Regions from separate parts of the Mus musculus genome. Here region 1 is linked to region 2. The links are chromatin contacts, called in public HiChIP or PLAC-seq maps. All regions are on one chromosome and are shown on one strand. The core of a region is the stretch at or near the end of the contact, and the rest is flanking DNA. Distances in the headings are between cores, read along the strand shown. Region 1 overlaps Bach2 (BTB and CNC homology, basic leucine zipper transcription factor 2). Region 2 has its middle 45 kb from the start of n-TGccc3.

The links. HiChIP or PLAC-seq counts read pairs in DNA pulled down with a chosen protein or histone mark.
Region 1: an H3K4me3 HiChIP or PLAC-seq map of embryonic basal ganglia shows a contact between it and region 2, with 2.2 times the contacts expected there. The contact joins two enhancer-like sites. A contact is called at or near these places in 1 of 15 datasets of contacts at CTCF or cohesin (the NIH/3T3 cell line) and 1 of 115 datasets of contacts at active chromatin or transcription factors (embryonic basal ganglia).

Annotation. Positions count from the first base shown.
Region 1 is chr4:32,483,147-32,488,754 of GRCm38.p6, forward strand. The region is part of intron 1 of Bach2 (BTB and CNC homology, basic leucine zipper transcription factor 2); the gene reads left to right. Among named protein-coding and RNA genes, the nearest start is that of Bach2, 69 kb to the left of the region's middle. Within about 2 kb of position 3,860, at least 54 of the 459 cell types and tissues checked have an H3K27ac peak or open chromatin away from gene starts, as enhancers often do. A contact at or near this core is called in embryonic basal ganglia, where this site is marked.
Region 2 is chr4:32,272,641-32,277,967 of GRCm38.p6, forward strand. It overlaps a transcript of Bach2 not described here. Among named protein-coding and RNA genes, the nearest start is that of n-TGccc3, 45 kb to the left of the region's middle. Within about 2 kb of position 2,436, at least 12 of the 459 cell types and tissues checked have an H3K27ac peak or open chromatin away from gene starts, as enhancers often do. A contact at or near this core is called in embryonic basal ganglia, where this site is marked.

The sequences.
Region 1 (5,608 bases), core at 2,610-5,109, 210 kb after region 2:
CATTTCTCTGTAATGATTTCCCCATGGAGAAGGGTGTCTGATAGAATCCAGGCAAGACTGAAGATTGCTCTGAGTCAAATGGATCTTTTATTCTTTTAGTATTAACCCTTATCTCTCAGTTTCCCATCCTCGAATTTTCCCTGAAGGAACCTTAATGAAGTAAACAGGCCTCAGCACCCTCATTTAGCTTCCTAACCACTGTTCTCAGATTCTTCTCACGTTAACAGTGGGAAGCTCCGGGGGAATAGTCTGTGGTAGAAGGGGACATTGAGAGAGAATATTCACACAGATGCCCTGATAAAGAAAAATGTAGAAAAGAGATGACATTTCTCTGTCCTCTAAGAGGCAGCTGCTAATGGGAAGCAGAAAATGAGCTATGAGAAATGAATATAAATGGAGATGGAAGAAGTGACACCAGAGACAAACCGAATGTGACAATTTGGAAAAGAAAGGTGACCAATAGCAGAAAATGGCCTGACCCAGAAGAATAGACAGTGTCACCTGTGCCCTCAGATTGGTGGGGTGGGGGGGAGGGAGGCAGCTTTGCCACAAAAGAACAACAGAGGAGGAGGGAGGGAAAGAGAGATGGAGAGAGAGAGAGAGAGAGAGAGAGAGAGAGAGAGAGAGAGAGAAGGCACGCCATCAGAACAGAAGAACAAGGTAGACAGCCGCTTGCCCTGTTGTGTCCCTTCCCAGTTCCACAGTCCTCTCCCTCCATTGTCCTCTGTTGCCCCAGCCATCACTGACTGCGACCACTCATGTTGGACTGCCTGGCATAAAGACTCTTTCACATGACAATTTCTTTCTCTCTCTTTCTTCCTTTCTTTGTTTCTTTCTTTCTTTTTTTGTTTTTGTTTTTGTTTTTTCGAGACAAGGTTTCTCTGTGTAGCCCTGGCTGTCCTGGAACTCACTCTGTAGACCAGGCTGGCCTTGAACTCAGAAATCCGCCTGCCTCTGCCTCCCGAGTGCTGGGATTAAAAGCGTGCGCCACCATTCCCGGCCACAGGCCAATTTCAATGCTGCATTCATTTGAGAGTGGTAGTTTACGCCCCATCTTACTGTTCAGTTCAAGCTGTGGCCTTCTCCCTGCCTCCTAAGCAGCATCACTTCACCTGGGGTAACTACAGAAGGAAGAGAGAAGCAGCACCTCTTAGGTGAAGCACTGAGTCCAGCCTGCCTCCCAGAGCGGATTGAGGTGGGAAGACGTGTTCCTCCGTCCTACTGAGCTTTGTGCTTTGCTAGATGTGAAATTGGCTTCTGAGTCACCTTTTCTTTGGACTGACTTGTTTATAGACGGGGAGGGTCACAGCGTTACTGAGAATCTTTCTCTCTTCAGCTCGCTCCAGATACATAGTAGCATTTTCCATCCAACCAGTTACATTGTTGTTGATACATCAACCTTTCTTTTAAGAACTGTGGTTAGAAATGCTTGCTTCGAGCCGGGGCGTGGTGCTTTTAATCCCAGCACTCAGGAGGCAGAGGCAGGTGGATTTCTGAGTTTGAGGCCAGCCTGGTTTACAAAGTGAGTTCCAGAACAGCCAGGCCTATACAGAGAAACCCTGTCTAGAAAAAAACCAAAAAAAAACGAGAAAAAAAAAATAAAAAAGCTTGTTAAAAGACTTTTCCAAAAGTAATACTTTCATAGAAACACAGATATTCTAACTAGGAATACTTTGAGTTCACCTGTTTCTTCTTGCTACAAATAAGAAAATGGAGATGCAGAAACTGATTGGCTTTTGTGAGAGAGGAAAGCATGGGATCTCTGAAAATAACTTACAGTGGGACAGATGCTGGGGTCCTGGTGATCCTAGGGCTTCAATATGTGAATCAGTTGGGAATACAGATAACTTTACTCAGTAATACTGTGTATCATAGGTGTTTATGATTTGTTCATTTTTAGTACAATAATAGAATTGTGGTATCATGTTTTATGTCTATTATAATTATATATATATTATATTGCAATTTTTACATTGCTTCTGTGGACTGACATTCAGTGTTAGGTTTGTGACGTCAATCTGCATGCTACATATGGCTCTAATTCGCTGTTATTCCATGTATAAATAAATAAATACTGTATACCTCAGTGCTACTGACAGGCATTGCATTGTTTCTACTAGAGGGTTATTATAAATAATGCTGCCGTGAATATCCTTATTCAGTGTTCCACTTTGGAACCTGGGAGAATCTCTACTGTAACCTAAGAATGGAATTGCAGGGGATAACCCATGCATGCCTTCAACCTCGCTAGATAATGCAAGTTGTTTCTAGAGATACTAAGACAAGTCTCATCAACAAGCAAGAACTCCTGTTGCTTCAGCAACAATATTAAATTTAATATTGTCAGATTTTCTACTTCTTTCCAAGCTGGTGGTTATGGACTGTCTTTAATACTTTATTATCTTTAGCCAGATTCATTACAGTTTGCCCTAGCATCATATTATATTTTCCAGATCAGTGTCTTTGTCAGCTTCTGCTTCTTCACTCAGATTATTTTAAATATGAAAAGTTAGAATGAGTCGCCATTTTCTCATTGGATACTTTGGAGTTTAGATCTTTTTTTTTTTTTAATTTTCATCTGTGCAAATGAATAAATGAAACAACCACCACAGATGCAGAGCTTCTCGTGACTGCTCTGTGTTCAAATCTGGGTGTACTTCTCAACTGTGAAAGTAAAAAAAACCATTGTCGCAAAGGTGCTAGTGAATCCAAGTTCCTCCTGAAAGGTCAAGGAAAATGGACTTTTATACTGAACTAGGAAACCTTTGAGAACTCTGAAGGACTTGATGATACAATTGCAATAGCTCCAGTCTTAGCAGTGCCCTTAAATTTCAGTTCCCTTGGCGCTAAGCAGGAGGCAGACAGATGGGGGCTTTGAGGAAGTAAATCAGAGAAACCTTTTAGCTGATCCACGCCAGGCCCTCCCTCTAGCTCTCTAAGGCACTAGGGACATTAAGCACTCAATGTTTGCATTAGGAAAGACTGAAGCTTTCTACTTTCAGTGAGAAGTTTGATGTGCTTAGAAAGAGTTTGCAGACCACACTAACACCGACTCTGACTCCGTTTGAATAGCTCTCTGCACTCACGAGTCTCTATAGACATGCTAACTTCCTCCTCTAAAAACTAACTCTTACGAATTTATAGTAAATAACTTTTTAAATGCTTGATAAGAGCAGAAATTCACTCGGCAATTACTAAATAATTTAGCATCTGATTCACAGAAGTGTTTACTTAATGCACTGTTTCTGGGAGCGGTGTGGGGCGCACCGAGTGAAGTGGTTTATAATTTACTCCTTTTCTTCACCCGCAAGGCATATTAATTTTTTTTCATCCCAAGCATTCTAGACATGACAGGTTGTCTGTAAAATTTAACATTCTACTTTTTTTGTGAATTGCCGCTTTTCTGATTCCCCACTGTGGATTTTTTAACTTTGTGAATTATACTTTTAACAGAGGAACTGTTAGACACTTCACTATCTGAATATGATTCAGTAATGAATGAAGAGCGGGTGAGCTCACAAGTGAGTCTGCATTCATTAATACGGCATGCTTGACTGAGAAGAGTGTGGCCTCCGTAGCTGCTTTTGAGGGGATGAGCATGCTATGATAATATAGTAGTAATTAGCTTCTCCTGCCGAACCATATGAGGAAATGATTGGGGTGTGTGTGTTGTGCACATGTGCAGCTGGGGTTTTTGGCATGCAAGAAGAATGAGATCAGCCAAAACCCAAACCAGAGCCTTTGGAAAGCTCCCTCACAATCTGACTTCAGCTAATGTCTACATACTTTAACACATTGTCTACTGCTTAGGGTAAAGCCTGGCTGTCAGACTCCTGCGTGCTATTCTGGGATCCCTGCTCCGCGCGCGCACTGTGAAGTGTTTCATTCTTAGATCCTGTGATCCCTGCTGCTTTGTTGCATTAGGTGGCAAGCGTTGCTTAATTAACATTAGGAACGAACGAAGGAGAAATAGAAAGCAGGGTGCTCGCTCCTGCAAGGGAGGAAGAGCCGAAGGCAGATGAGAGTTCACAGAACACACGTGATGAGGCCGGATGAAAGGGCTGCAGGAATAGGGTGCCATTGTGCTTGAAGAGACCCGGGGAGGGGTGGATACAGTCAGACATGTAAAGAACAAGAGAAAGCCAATTGGACAACTACAGCAGAAAGAACTATCCAAGAATCAGGTAACAGCATCCAGAAAAGTCACTAAATAAAGGTCTAGCAATCGTTTCCTAATAATGGATTTCAGGGTTTGCCTTGTGTGCGGGTTAGCTTTTATGTCAGCCTGACACAGGCTACAGTCCTTTTGGAAGAAAATACCTCAATTGAGAAAATGTCCCCATCAGACTGCCCTGTGAGCGAGCCTGTGAGGCATTTTCTTCATTGATGAGATGTGGATAGGCCCATCCTTCATGGGTAGAGAGACCCCTGAATGGGTGATCCCAGGTGCTATAATAAAGCAGGCTGAGCAAGCCATAAGGACCAAGCCAGTAAGTACCACCCCTCCATGGCCTCTGCATCAGCTCCTGCTTCTAGGTTCCTGTCCTGACCTTTTCTCAGTGATAAACTGATGTGGAAATACAATTGAGATAAGCCCTTTCTTCCTTGAGCTGCTTTCTTCTCGGTGTTTTATCGCAGCAATGACTAAGACACCTACCATGTGGAAGACCCTGGGTTCATTCCCCAGCACCACCCAAAATAGATTTCAGTTTCTACTGTTTGCTGAACAGAATTAATATTGTTTAAATGTCTTCAAATCTTAATTGATGGCTTAGCCAGAAGAGCAGATATCCTTGCGAATGTGACTTTTATAACATTCTTGGCCAACTGAGACTCCATATATGGCCCTATCCTCTCTTTTCAAAAGCCAGTTCTCTTAGGAAAAGGCTGGGTCCTCGAGACTCTCCCTTATTCCCCAGCTGTCTGGGAGCTCTGCAGCCTTGCCTGAATCCTGGAATATGGTAATCCAGTCTCTGCCTTGTTTTGCCAACTATTAACTTCCTCGTGGGACATGATTCTTGTCCTCCTCTCCAAAGTGGTTAGGACCTCAGTCAGGTCTCAGTGGAATCTCAGCTGAATTTCCCTGGTGACATATCTGCAGTTCATATTTGCTTGCTCAGGCGATGTTCCCAGAACGGACCCTCCAGGTTAAGGTGAAGCCACCAACAGCGTGACTTCTCCATGTTGCTCCCAGAAGCCCTTCACACTTGGGTCCCCATGTCCTACAAGGAACTTAGTTCAAGAAAGTTACTGCCCTATCAAGGAATATCGGGGTGCATCCTGACAGGAGTTCCTAATTTGGGCTCTGCAGAGCAGGAGACTGGAATCCTGCTTTCTCCCCCAACCCTAGAGAAACCTTTGTACATTGTCTACTTCATTTCTTAGAACCACCTCTTCAGAGACAACTTTTTATTTGATGCAACTTCTGCGACAATTAAACTGCACTCATAAATTGTCTTCAAAGGGCCTAATTAAGATAATTTCTGTCAACTAGAAGGTAACAACCCACCCTCTAAATCACTTGGGTCAATTTCCCTCACAGCCTCCTGAGGGTTTTAGAGCTGTGAGATCCCAGCTGGACTTGTGGTCCTTGCTTCACATTTTGTGA
Region 2 (5,327 bases), core at 1,186-3,685:
ATTACTGTTTCAGTAACCTTGTTATGGGCCTGTGGAAGTCGTTGACCTTTTCTTAGTTTAACTTTGGTGGTTTGAACAAATTTAAAAAGTTATCAATTTCTTTTAGGTTTTCCAACTTAGTGGGGTATAAGTTTGTTTTTGTTTTATTTTTTAAAAAAGCCCTTCTAATATTCTGAATTTCTTTGGTATCTCTTGAAATTTTCTCCTGTTTATCTCAGACTCTGTTTAAGTTGGGTCTCCTCATTTCTTTCTGTCGTTTAATTGGCCTAATGGCCTGTTGATCCTCTTTACTTGTTCAGAGGGCCAGCTCTTACATCCATTGAGTCTCTGTATTGTTCTCTTTGTTTCTATTTAACTCATCTCTTCTCTGATTTCTATTATTTCTTGCTGTCTACTGGGTTTGGGGTTGTTTTCTTCTTGTTTTTCTAAATTCTTGAGTTGCATCATTAAATCATTTATTTGTGCTCTTTCTGATTTTTTTTTTTTAATGTAGGCACTTAGAGCTATAAATTTCCCTCATACAACGGCTTTTAACATGCTCCAGGGGTTTTGTTGTGTTTTGCTTTTAATTTTATTTAATTCTGCAGAAATTTTTACTTTTTTTTTTTTTTTACTTCTTCTTTGACCTATTCATTATTCAGTCGTGTGTCATCATTTAAGATCCATGAGTTTGTGTAATTGCTAGAGATTCCCTTCTGTTGATTTTAAGTTTTATTTCATTGTGGCCAAATAGGATACAAAGAAGTATTTCACTGTTTCTTTCTTTGTTTTGTGTCCCTGAATGTGGTCTAGAGCGACTCCATGGAGTGAATAATCAAACGTACATTTCATAGTGTTGGGTTGGAGTGGTCTCTAGATAATCTGTTAGGTCCATTTGATATACAATGTCATTTAATTCTGTTGTTTATTTCTTTATTTATTTATTTCTTTATTTCTTTATTTATTTATTTTTGTCCAGACAGCCTGTGCACTACGGAAAGTGGGGTATTGAAATCACCTACTAGTGCTGAGATGGGGCGAGTTTGCATCATGAAATCTAGTGGTACAACTTTTTATGAGATTGGATGCATGGGCGATTGTGCATGTATGTCTAGTGTGCAATGTCTTCATGGTTAACTGTTCCCTTCATTACAATGACGTATCCTTTCTCTCTTCTGGTAAGTTTAGTTTGGAATCTGTTTTGTCAACTAATAGGATAGAAATGCCTGTTTGTTTCCTGGTTCTGTTTGCTTGAATCCTTTTTCTTACCCTTTCGCTCTAAGGTGAGTTTCTAGATGCTTTGGTAGTGAGCTGGGCTGAATCGTCTCTCCAGCCCTCAATGACTTTTTTACAGACACCAAAAGTTGGATTTTATTTCTTGATTCATTCAGCTAAACTGTGCCTTTTGATGTGGGATTAAAGGTATTAATGGAAAGTGCACCTCGATTGATGTTATTCTTTTCATTTGTGTTCTCAGTCCTATTTTGTGTTTCTTTAATCATGGACTTGTTTACTTTCTGTGGACTCTTGGCTATACTTATTCCTCTCCAGTCTGACGCAGTACCTTCAGTATTCTCTGTAGGGGTGGCTTGGTGAACATGGATCCTTCTAGCCTATTTATACCATGGGAAGTTTTTCTTTCATCTTTTATTATAGCAGATCGTTTTTCTGGATAAAGTCTTTGGGGTTGGTGTGTGTGATCATTTAGAGCTCCGGGATCTTCTGGCCTTTAGTTTTCATTGAGAAGTCAGCTGCTATGCTGACGGGTTTTCCTGTATATGTGCTGTATGCTTTTCCCTTGCAGCTTTAAGTGGCCTCTCTTCTTTCTGGATATTCTGTGCTCTCCTGCTGTGGGAGGCTGGGAGAGGCTGCGTTTTTGGTCCTATCTGTTACATGCCTTATGTGCTTCTTGTGTCTGTACAGATGTGTCTTTCCTCAACTGGGGCAGTTTTCTTCTGTGGATCTGAAGATAGAGTTTCTGCCATTGCCCTGGGAGCCTCCTTCTTCTGTATCCATAATTTATGGATTTTTTCATGGTGTCCCATGTTTCCAGAATGATTAAATTTTTTTCGAGTGTTTCCTCTATTTTCAAGACATGATAGTCTGACCCTACTTGATCCAGTCTACTGACGAGGCTTCCCCCCAGATTTTCTACTTGAGTTATTGTTTTTCAATTCTATCCTCATTTCAGATTGATTTTCTTTAGTTATCTAAATAATTTTCATTAGAAAATAGATCTCTAGTACCAGTGGGTTGACCAAGGTCATATTGTCTCCACCTATTGTACTGTGTGTGTTTTGGTGACATGACCTGGTCATATGACATGACTTCTCCTTTTGGTTGTCTCATATGAGATTCTAGTCTGGCTTTGTTGAGTGGAAGTTAGCCATCACAAGGCTAGGCTGATACACAGGCTGAGCTGGGTCGCCAAGTATGGAGGTGACATGGGTCAATGTGATTCTAAGGCCATCTGCTGGCTGGGTATACAAATTATCTGACCCCAGCTAATGGGAGTGGATTGATGGTGTGGGCAGATGAAGTTCTGAGGAACTCTCTCGGCAGGGCAAGTGCATAGGCCAGGCAAACATAGCTGAGCCTCGGCATCTGAGGGCGGTGCACGTGTGTGAGGTTCTGAGGGACTCACCAGACTGGGGTGCTGCGTGAACTGCCCACACTGAATAACATGAACAAATCCTCATGACCATGGAGAGCCTGTAGCAGACAGAATGAAGTTCAGTTTGGAAGGAAAGCCTTGTGTGGCCACAAATCATATGAAAAATATAGAACAACACAAAACCTAAGAAAGTGCAAAAAGCCTCTCGTGGATTGTTGCATCTCCCACTATCCTAGAGAAATCCTTTGTCCTATATATGGGGAAGTATACAGGGGACATGCTGGGTGCTGGAGTGTCAGCCCCTCTGAGGTTGGAAAAGTCAACAGTTTGAAATTCCCCATCTTCACAGTCTTGACATATTAATGGATTCAAATGGAAACCTCGGATGGTTATATGGAGTCTATGTTATATAAATCCTCAGGAGACTACTTAGAGCTTGAACTATAATAGCTCCTTAGGTTATCTAAAAATGTATGCAAAATACATGTAAATGGAAGATAATGAACTGACAGGAGGCTTCGCACACAGCTAGACTCTGTTAGATTGTTCTTGCCTGCCTATAATAAACCCTCTAGGATGTTGGGTTTGGTGGCACGGTTTATTATTGTTGTTGTTGTTGTTACATTTGTGATTGTAGTTGTTTATTGTTCAACAATGAGGACATAGTTCTAAAATACAGGTTGAGCACCTTTATGCCAGAGCCTTTAACTATTCCAGAATTTGAAACTGGCATAGTACTGCCAGTGGGAAGTTCCGTACTTGACACCGTGTGTCAGGTTACAGTCAAAATGCAATTAAGCCAGAAATACTGTATAAAATTGATCTTCAGGTTGTGGGTATAAGATATGCATGGAACAAGAATGGTTTTTCTTTTGTTGCTTCAACTAGGTCCCTTTTTTAAGATAAAGAGACGGATGGATGGATATATAGGTAGATAGATAGATAGATATGCAAGTAACTCATCCCCAATTTTAGAAATCGCAAATCCAAAATACTGTGATGGGGGCTATAGAATGAGCTCAGCACTTAAGAGCAAATCCTGCTCTTGCAGAGGCCCTGAGTGTGGATCCCAGCATCCATGTTGGGTGACCCACAAATGCTTGTAAGCCCAGTGTCTTCTTCTGGCCTCCTCAGGCTCCTATACACATGCAGCACCCGCAGACTTAGACATATAGATAAAAATAAATCATATATACTACAACAACAAATAAGACCATATACCTGATCAGCTCAGGCACTTCACATAAAGCAGTGGTTCTCAACCTGCCTGATACTGCACCCCTTTAAGACAGTCTCTCATGTTATTGTGACCCCCAACTGTAAAGTAATTTCATTGCTACTGTAATGTTCCGTTGTTATGAACTGTAAGTATCTGGTATGCAGGTCGTGTGGAAGTCACTACCCACAGGTAGAGAACCAGTGGAGGGAACCATCAACTTGAGTAAGATACAGATTCAAAATATAGCCTACAGATATGAAGTATGAGGTCGTGCCTTTTTTCCTGTCTTGAACTCTTCACTTTTTGGATGAAATGATCAGTTCAGATGACAAAGCTACACTCCTTAAATAAAAAGTAGTTTTTCCCTAGTTGTTTATCCCCCGTTCCCTTGTTTCCCATAGAAGGCTCACTTACTCATTACAGTAGCCCTCCTCTTTGCTCTTTCCAGATTAATTAATTGAAGGAGCACCAAGAGATAACATTGCTCCCCATGAACTTTTAACTAAAGCCGCACATGGTGGGGCGGTGACTAGCCTGGCCTTGAGAAGATGATTTGGTTAGCCCTTTGTGGCCCCATACTTAGCCTATACCTGATTTGTAAGCTGTCAGAGCATGGTGGGCAGACTGAATAGAACCTCAGACATTTAAACACAGCTAATGTTTGGGCCCATTCCTGATCCTGTAAAAAGCTATCAGAAGTTGTTTCCAGCATCCATAGCATTTGTTTTATAGCCATGTGGTTTTTGGATCATTATTTTAATGATCATAATTTCAATACAAACCTGTTGGGTTATATTTGCTGGCCTTTGCATTGTAGAGTGTGACTTGACTGTCTAGGAGAGGTGAATGACCCCTGCAGAAAAGCAGCCCGTTTTCAGATTGCTCCAAATTTTATTTTTAAGGGAAGAAATAAAAGAAAACTAAGATGAGTAGGACGTTTAGGTTTGAGTAATGTTAGGAATCTCTCCACAGTCTGTGGAATTTCGGTAAGGAGCCTTTTATCAGGCTGGTTAGGAAGGAAGAGCTGTCTAGAACCATGCGGTATGGCTTTTTGTATCTCCACCTGGGCAGTCCCAGGTTGATGCCTGGTGTTTTGGTGACATGTGGTGATGTTCGCGTGTGTTCAGGCCTACTTTAGCTGTGCTGCTAGGACTGCAGGTGGAAGCTCGATGCTCAGCTTGGGCATAGTGGATTCTAACTAACTTAGTTCCTTCGTTCCCATTGTCACCATGCCCTCCCTCCCTTCTTCCCCCTTGTCCTTCTTTCCTGCTCCATCCTTATTTCCTCCTGCCTTTATTTCATTTCCTTATGAACTGGACTCCCCATCCTGTGAAACCACTCAGAGTCTGTCCTGCATCTCCATCACCATTTTCCAAATGTCCATTCCCAGGCCATTTCAGAGAAACCCACAGTATATAAAACCAAGTTGCCTACCTGCCTTCTTGGCTCTTTCTTGGCTTGATGAGGTTTCTCACATCACACAAGCAGGCAGTGGAGGGAAAAGCTGCAGCTTCG